2 separate regions of the Mus musculus genome follow, and region 1 is linked to region 2. Evidence: chromatin contacts called from public Hi-C data. All regions are on one chromosome and are shown on one strand. The core of a region is the stretch at or near the end of the contact, and the rest is flanking DNA. Distances in the headings are between cores, read along the strand shown.

Region 1 (3,941 bases), core at 1,440-3,939, 100 kb after region 2:
TGATAAAAAAATACATTTTTGAAGATTTTGTTTTTTAATTTATTTACGGTTTACGCGTAAGGATGTTGGCTTACAAGCATGTACCGACCACACCGAGTGCCATCCCAGCCAGGACTTACGATGGCTGCTATCTTCCCACTTTTCCTAAGCTGCTGAACGGCAAACGAATGGAGCACATCTTCCATGGGGGTGCCATTGACCATGACCACCCTGTCATTTTCTCTGTAAACACAAAACAAGCATCAGTCATCTTGAACCCCGGAGAGCCAAACAGAAGCAGCAAATGAGCCCGAGAAGTGTACTGAAGGGCTCAGGGTGCAATGGCTCACAAGTCATGCCAACTTGGTCTGAGAGCTCTTCAGAGGTAAGAAACCACAAGCCACACACTCGGCTTCTGGATGTTTATTAAGAACCACCATGTTTGTGTACAAGGTCTGTCTACCCACACCCCGGGGTCACTCCAGAAAGCATGAATCGGCATGGACAGCAATAGGAATTCAGTGACTGTCCTGTGCGCTGCAAAAGGCCCTCTTATAAGCCCTGAACTAGGCACACATTCATCTGGGTAACGTTGGCAGGAAAAGAGGTCGAAAGCTTGCCTCAGATTCTTTTACTATTTAGAGAAAGGGTCTCATGTAGGTCAAGCTGGCTTTTAATTCACTGTTTCGCCAGCCATGGCTATAACCTACTGATCGTTCTGTGTCTGGCTCCATCTCCTGAACACGCAGACTACAAATCAGGCCGGGTTTCATTGCCTCAAGATTCTTGAAGAAACTTCAAAATCACAGAATCCTATTATTTAGGCTCATTCAATGTTAGCTTAAAATTTTATATTACTCTGAATAAAAGACTAACTTTGATAGGACTACCAACTAACAGGATAGGAACACAGATTTTAAATCTCACACAGATACAACTTTTTCATGATCTGGCTGATATAGCCACAGAGTTACCTTTAAATTCTTTCCTGATAGGATTCAGAACCCATCTTTTAAAGTGGGTTATCTCTTCAGAACAGAAGGCTGACAGTTGGATAACTTGGGTTTAACTATCGTGAATCTTCCTATTAGAATCTGTTGGGGGGAGAGGGGCTGGAGAGATGGCTCGGCGGTTAAGAACACTGAGGTCCGAAGGTCCTGAGTTCAAATCCCAGCAACCACACGGTGGCTCACAACCACCCTCATAACAAATCTGACTCCCTCTTCTGGAGTGTCTGAAAACAGCTACAGTGTACTTACATATAATAAAGAAATAAATCTTAAAAAAAAAGAATCTGTTGGGGGAGATATTCGTTAGGTTTTTATTTGGGGGGCGGGGGGGTTCTGCTAACGATTAACCCAAGGCCTTACTTAATATATGCTACGCACTCTACTACTGAGGTACTTCCCTAACCATCTTCATTAAATCCTAAAACAATGTAGGTTGGATTGAAAAGCACCCAGAAGGTTAGTAAAGCCCTCTCTCAGTGTGGGGAGATGTTTTCAAGAGAATTAAGGGGTGCTAGACCCGCCCTGAATGTGGGTGATCCCATCCTATGTGCTTGAGGAAATAAAGGAGAAAGACAGAAAGGGCAGGTATTGCCTCCGTCTTTCCTGCTCTCTGCTGCCCAGCCACCATGTTGTTAACTGCTCCGTCCTAGCACATTTCCCACATTTACCACAACAGGCTAAACCCTCTGAGAGGGGAGCCCAAATAAGTAAGTGCCTCTCTGAAATTATTTCCTCGGGTGTTTTGTCACGGTGATATAAGCTACACATTCAGAAATGGTTCCCACCGGCTGAGGATGTAGCTAAGTCGGTATGCTTCTCTAGCACGCATGAAGTCCTGAGTCACTCCCTACACTGCATAAACTGTGTCTGGTGCTGTAGATCTGTAAACCCAGCACATAGGAAACAGAGGACAAAGAACTAGAATGCAAAGTCATCTAGTGTAGGGAGTTGGGAGACCAGCCGGGGCTACAGACAATGTCAACAAAGTTAAGGGAGAGAGGGAGAGGCGGGCACAGGGGCAACAGAACATTTACAAGGTTCCATAGCTCACAAGTGATCATTCTAGCCTCCTATGGGAGGTGGGAGGTTCCACGCACAGGATGCTCCTCTTCCCTCTAAGTCTGGATGTTCCCCTAAGTTCCTCTCCATGAGCCCATGGTGTATCGGAGTCTGGCCAGGTCTACGTGAGACCCTTTCTCACACAAGCAAGCCACAGCCCTATGGCATATCTTTATGGCTAGTGATTGTTAAAGCAGAATGCATTAGCCATGACCCTGATTCTCAGTTCAGACTAAGTAAGCACAGACATCCAGAACGCCCCTATCAAGTGTCAGTGCGCAGGGCTGCCAGGGGGCGGGGAGGGAGGGAACTTACTGAAGCAAGCCATCAGCGGGTCCACCTGGGAGCACATCTGAGATGACGATTGACGTCTCCCCATTTTCAAAGTGGGGGTTGTCTCTGCCTCCCGACACGGCAATTCCAAATCCTCTTTTGGAATCCTGCTCGTCAGAATTAGACGAGGAAAAAAAAAAAAAAAAAACAGTATGAAAAAAAAAAAATCCTGCCGTAAGTGGCTTTCAGGATTTATTACAAGCACTCAATAAAAGAAAAGGTCAAATCAATAACCAGAGACAGCTCAGGAACAGATGGGCTTTACAGAAACAAATGAGAAACAAAATAAAGCGGCATGCACGCGGTGGTCAGCTGACAGGGTCCTAAAGGGAAACTGCTTATCTGAGGGAGCAGCCTCGGAGAAGTCGGAAAACACTGACAGCCCAGGCTGATATTATCACAGGAGGCAGGAGAAGGAAGGCTGTCTTTTGACTAAACGGGGGATGTGCAGTTTTAATGCCAGGTAGATCCATTCACTGCATTGTCTGATCCGAGCTGGAGCGACTTCAATAAAAATTGATTCTGTGTGAAAATGTATTTTAAAGTCTATCTTCAGCTGCATGTGGCCATGCCTGTCATTCCAGTACTTGGGAGGTGGAGGAAACAGAATCAGGAACCCAAGGTTCGCTATGAATCCATGGCGTACTGGAGTCTGGCCAGTTCTACATGAGACCCTTTCTCAGACCAACAAGCAACAGCACTACGGCATATCTTTAGATTCAAGTTAGACGAGACAGCAATTGTATCTTAATTTAGAGTGAAAAGAACTTCATTGACTTTAAAAAATGAAACCTGAACAGGAAACTGGTGTTTATGGAGCTGGGGAGCTGGGGCTCAATGGGGAGATTTTCCCATGGACAAAGAAACTTGCAGCCAAGTCTGACAGCCCAAGCTCAATCCCAGAAACCCACGTGGTAAAAATAAATCATGCCCACACGTCCATCCTCGGACCTCACAAGGTGCCATGGCATGAGAGTGTGAGAGTACATACGTGAATAAAGCATTTAATACGGTAAATAAGTAAAAAGCTGGTATTGTGATCTTGAAAGACCAAAGTATTAAAAGTGTCCCAGTGTTCAAACAAGATGGGAAGTAAAGTCTTATTATCCATCATTGGTTTAGCAATGCAAACAGAGGAACCTAGGAAATGTGCCATCTTACTTCAGTGTTTAAAAGGCTAAACCACACAATAGGGACCAATGACATTATAATCCCACATCAGGATTGATGAAACAAAACTATACTCAGAATAAGAGAAAATCTTTATCCAAGGACAAGCTGGGGGAGGGAGGGAGCACTGCTTACAATCACAAACCTGCCCAGTTGTCTCCACATGGCTTTGGATTTACCAGCACCAATACATGGGACCTGGTTTTAGAAAGAGGCAGCTCTATCTTCTAAACCAAGCCTCAGATCCCTTTCTTTTGTGATCTGTAGACCACATCTCAAGGGAAACATGATCTCTGGTTTAAAAAAAAAAAAAGGCACAGATGAGAATGAGAGAGATGTCTGGAGTTAAATGCGCAAACAGTAACTTAAGAATCTCTGATGACTGATCTA
Region 2 (3,852 bases), core at 1,126-3,625:
TTGTGTGTGTGTGTGTGTGTGTGTGTGTGTGTGTGTGTGTGTGTGTGTGTTGTGTGAATAGTTTTTAGTATGTCTGTATGTATGTGGTGGCAGAGAACGACACTGGGTACGCTCTCCACCTTATCTTATTTTTAGAGACTGGGTGTCTTATCCGTTTGGTTAGCCTGACTAGCCAATGAACTTCAAAGATCCACTGCATCCATCTTCTTCCGACCCCACCCCAGGCACTGGGGTCCAGGCACCCCTCTCCCCAAACCCAGCTGTTTGGGTGGGTTCCAGGGATCCACACCCAGGCCCCCACATTTACACAGCACACATTTTACTGAGTGGGTCATCTCCCTAGCACCTCCCACAAACATTTTTTTTTAATAAACTAGCTATCTTGAGAGAACATGGATTATGATTTTACAAAAAGTAAATCCATAAAATACAAACAAGATTCTAACCCGGGGTACTTAAGAAATGCAGCAGCCATTTGAATGACAAGCCTGGCAGGAGGCAGGGGAGGCACTATTCTCAATCGACACCCTACACTTCAGAGTATTCCAGAATGCTCACAAAGATAGCAGCAGAGTTCAGGGTCAGAACAATAGAGTGGAACTCTCTTTACCTAATACTTAAGTTCTGGACTTCACTTTCTATAGCACAATAGGATTGAGGTCCCAACAGAACCATTTAGCAAAGGTCTTTAGAGGAAGTAGAGATTGATACCAGGTACTACAAAATTCTGGGTTAGGCCAGAAAAACGTTATGTTCTTAATGTTCCCACTTGAACAATTACACTAGGTTCAATATGTTCTCGTACTTTAATAAAAAAAAAAATTGGTCTTGACTCTGGGTATGTTTTAACCAGTAGAGCACAAACTGTGGGCTCACTGAAGATCATAGAAAAAGCTATAGACACTGTAGGGCTTTTATAGAAAGGTCATTTGCCGTTCTCATCCTCCACAGTCCTTGCACAAGGACCTGCTTCCAAGTCTCCAGGCCCCTGGCAAACCTCAAGGGGTTATGGATGCCTTAAAAGTTGTGACACCGTTCGGAGGCAGGGATGAGTAGCCATCCATCCAGTCTACAAATGCTTGCTCACTGGCAACCACTTTTCTCAGAGGCCGGGCTTCCCTATGCCCCATTGGCCAAGGAGGCGGGGCCAGGCGCCAGGGTAGGACAGACATCCCCAGCTAGCTGCGCCAACTTCTGGAGTTCTGGGGTGTGCATCCGTAATGACAGGTTCTGTTTCTTGAGCATCCACTTCTGCAGAGCAGCTTTGGTGACTCCAGGAACCCACCCAGGGTCTGAGCCCTTCTTTAATGACCAGGTATAAGTCATCAGTCACAGGCAACCTCCTATTACCTCGGAGCTCCTCAGGGTTCAGTCATCCAACTCCAGATAATCTTTCATTTATCCTTGTCTTAATGAAGAATAAAAACAAGTCAACCAACCCTCCCCCCTTCACTCTGTCACTCTGTCCATTCCAGAAGTACCCCACCCTGTACGGGTACTGTTGATGTGTCAGTGAGGAAAACCTATCAAAACCCCTGTCCTCCCGGAGTTTGCTTTGCCAATGCAGTATTCAGTGGCCACAAAAAGTTTCAAATTCTTTTTCGCCCATCCTCATGTGAGTCTCTCAGGAGCTTGATACCGTGCTTAATGTTAACTTGACGGAAACAAAATCCTTAACGTGTAAGGGACAGACACTGGCCAGGTGCAATCCAATTCTCCCTTCAACTTGACTGTCTCCCGACACTAACCTCCCACACCCCACCCCCACTTATTGTCGCCTACACTTCAGGTGGCTTTAGGGTCCCCGCTCCCCCAATAGAGGTCAAACAAAAACAATGGAAGGGACCGTCCACAACACACTGCCGCGAGGGTGGGCCCCGCAGAGAGGTACTCTCGGTACTCACCGAGGAGCCAGCCCAGAATGGGCACGAGTTCTTCACCTGCGGCGAGCTGCTCAGCGACAGCGCCCCGAAGCTGAGCGCCACCATGCAGCAGCCCAGGATCAGCTGCAGGAGCCCGAGCGACAGCAGCGGGCGCGCGGGCAGCAGCGCGGAGCCTGGCGCGGCGGGGCGGCGGGACGCGAGCGCCGGCGGCGGGGCCAGCACGGCGGCGGGGGCGCAGCGGGGCCGGGCTGGAGGCTGCAGAGCACCCCGGGGCCAGCGCGGCCGCAGCGGGGGCAGCGGCGGCTCCTGAGCGGCGGCGGCGGTGGCGGCGCCAGGACCCCCGGCCTGAGGTCCGCCCGACAGCCCCGCCACCGGGCAGCAGGAGCCCGGGAGCACCACCGGCAGAGACATGGGCGCGCGGCGGGCGGGCGGCGCAGCCGAGCGGAGGGCGCCGCGCACCGGGCACCCGCGCCGGCGCCGCGCAGGACGGACTGCGCACGGCCCAACCACTTGCTGCCGCGGCCAGCGCCGGCCGCGCCCACGTGCCCCGCGGGGCCCGCCCCCCGCCGTCCCCTCTCGGTCACCCACGGTGACAAGTGCGCCGTTGCCTTGGGGTCACCGGGAAAAGTGTCCAGGGACGGCGGGAACCATGCAGCTAGCGGCTCAACCGTTGTCAGAGTCTGTCTGCAACCGCGGCGCCAAGGGACCCGTGGTGGACCCAGGTCCCTTGAGCTGGCAACCTTTAAATAGGAAAGGAGTCCCTTGTGGTTCTCCTCCTCCACCACGCCCGGAGGAGGGGCTGTGGGCGACCCGACGGGAAAAGGTCCTAGCCCGGAAAGAGGACACTCACTGGACGTTACCGCCCGGGAATGCAATCTGCATCTATGGCTTCTATGGAGAGTTCCCGGCTCTGTCGGTGCAGCTCTGCCGGGAGGGAACAGAGTGCTTTCCCAGCACCAGAGTGGGAACAATAGTGGCCAGGCCAGGTTACCTTGGGAGACACTAGTCAGCAATCACAATGGAAGAGCCCAGGGCGGCCCTGTGCAGTTGGCAGGGGTCACAAGCTCCATCCTTTTAGCTTTGACCGGGAGCTAATTGGCATCACATGATAGAACACAGGCTCCCAAACTTCGCAGGAAATGGTCTAATGAAATCTTAATCTGCCTTGGTAATTTATAATATATGTATCGAACTTTGAGGGGAAAAAAAGCAATTATTCGCCTTTGCACAAAAGTTTCCCCTAATAGAATGTCTAGACGGCTCATGTATCATAGGTAAGAGGGTGATCATGAACTTCTTTTCCAGGTAAGGACAAGAGCAGTGTCGGTTTGCAGCCAGTTGTAGCCCTTGAAAGCTTGGCTTATTGGAAAGGTGAAGGAATCTAATGCCCTCCTGTTGAGTAAAAAGAGAAAAGCAGGTTTGGCCGTGTGTTCTGCTTGCGAAGGCTGTATTGATGCTGAACATTATGTCCCACAATGTGATGTATTAGACATGTGCGGGTGTTTACATACACACTTTTAAAATCATTAAACCACCATGTTTAATAGTACCTGTGACTTCTTTTCTGACTGCTCCCAGGAATAAATGTCAAGGTTGGGGGCAGGGTGTAGTTTGGCTTTTGTTTTGTTTTTAAATGAACACTGAAAATCTGATGTCCCGTGTACTTAAGAACAAAACCTACAATAGATGCTCTTAAATTGCAGGTGAAGACGAGTTTCATCCCTTCAGTGCTGTGATTATAACTTTTATTTTAAACACAAGCTTAAAAGTATTTAATTCTTAAGGCTGGATGACACCCTGCAATACAGTGTGTCTACTTGAGTGTTCAGACATTCTCTCAGCTAAATAAATCTATTTATTCTATTGGCCAGAGCCTGACACCTGAACCATGCCATTAAAAATGCATTCCTTGTGTCTAAGAATGTTTGCATTAGAAGTCAGGATACCCGCTTTCCCTTGGGGATATTTA

Evidence for each region. A called contact is a pair of places that touch in the nucleus more often than the background predicts.
Region 1: a contact with region 2 is called in a Hi-C map of uterus. A contact is called at or near these places in 1 of 39 promoter capture datasets (the 3T3-L1 cell line), 2 of 484 Hi-C or Micro-C datasets (nephron progenitors and uterus), 4 of 130 datasets of targeted methods (cardiomyocytes, embryonic fibroblasts, extraembryonic endoderm stem cells and 1 more) and 2 of 9 other capture datasets (adipose tissue and pancreatic islet).

The regions. Positions count from the first base shown.
Region 1 is chr19:24,132,487-24,136,427 of GRCm38.p6, forward strand. It overlaps Tjp2 (tight junction protein 2), which reads right to left. Exons shown (of 24, transcript NM_001376368.1): 4 at 2,364-2,488; 5 at 120-222. Among named protein-coding and RNA genes, the nearest start is that of Gm41824, 54 kb to the left of the region's middle.
Region 2 is chr19:24,028,644-24,032,495 of GRCm38.p6, forward strand. Fam189a2 (family with sequence similarity 189, member A2) reads right to left here and starts at 2,376. Exons shown (of 11, transcript NM_001114174.1): 1 at 1,905-2,376. The coding sequence starts at 2,294.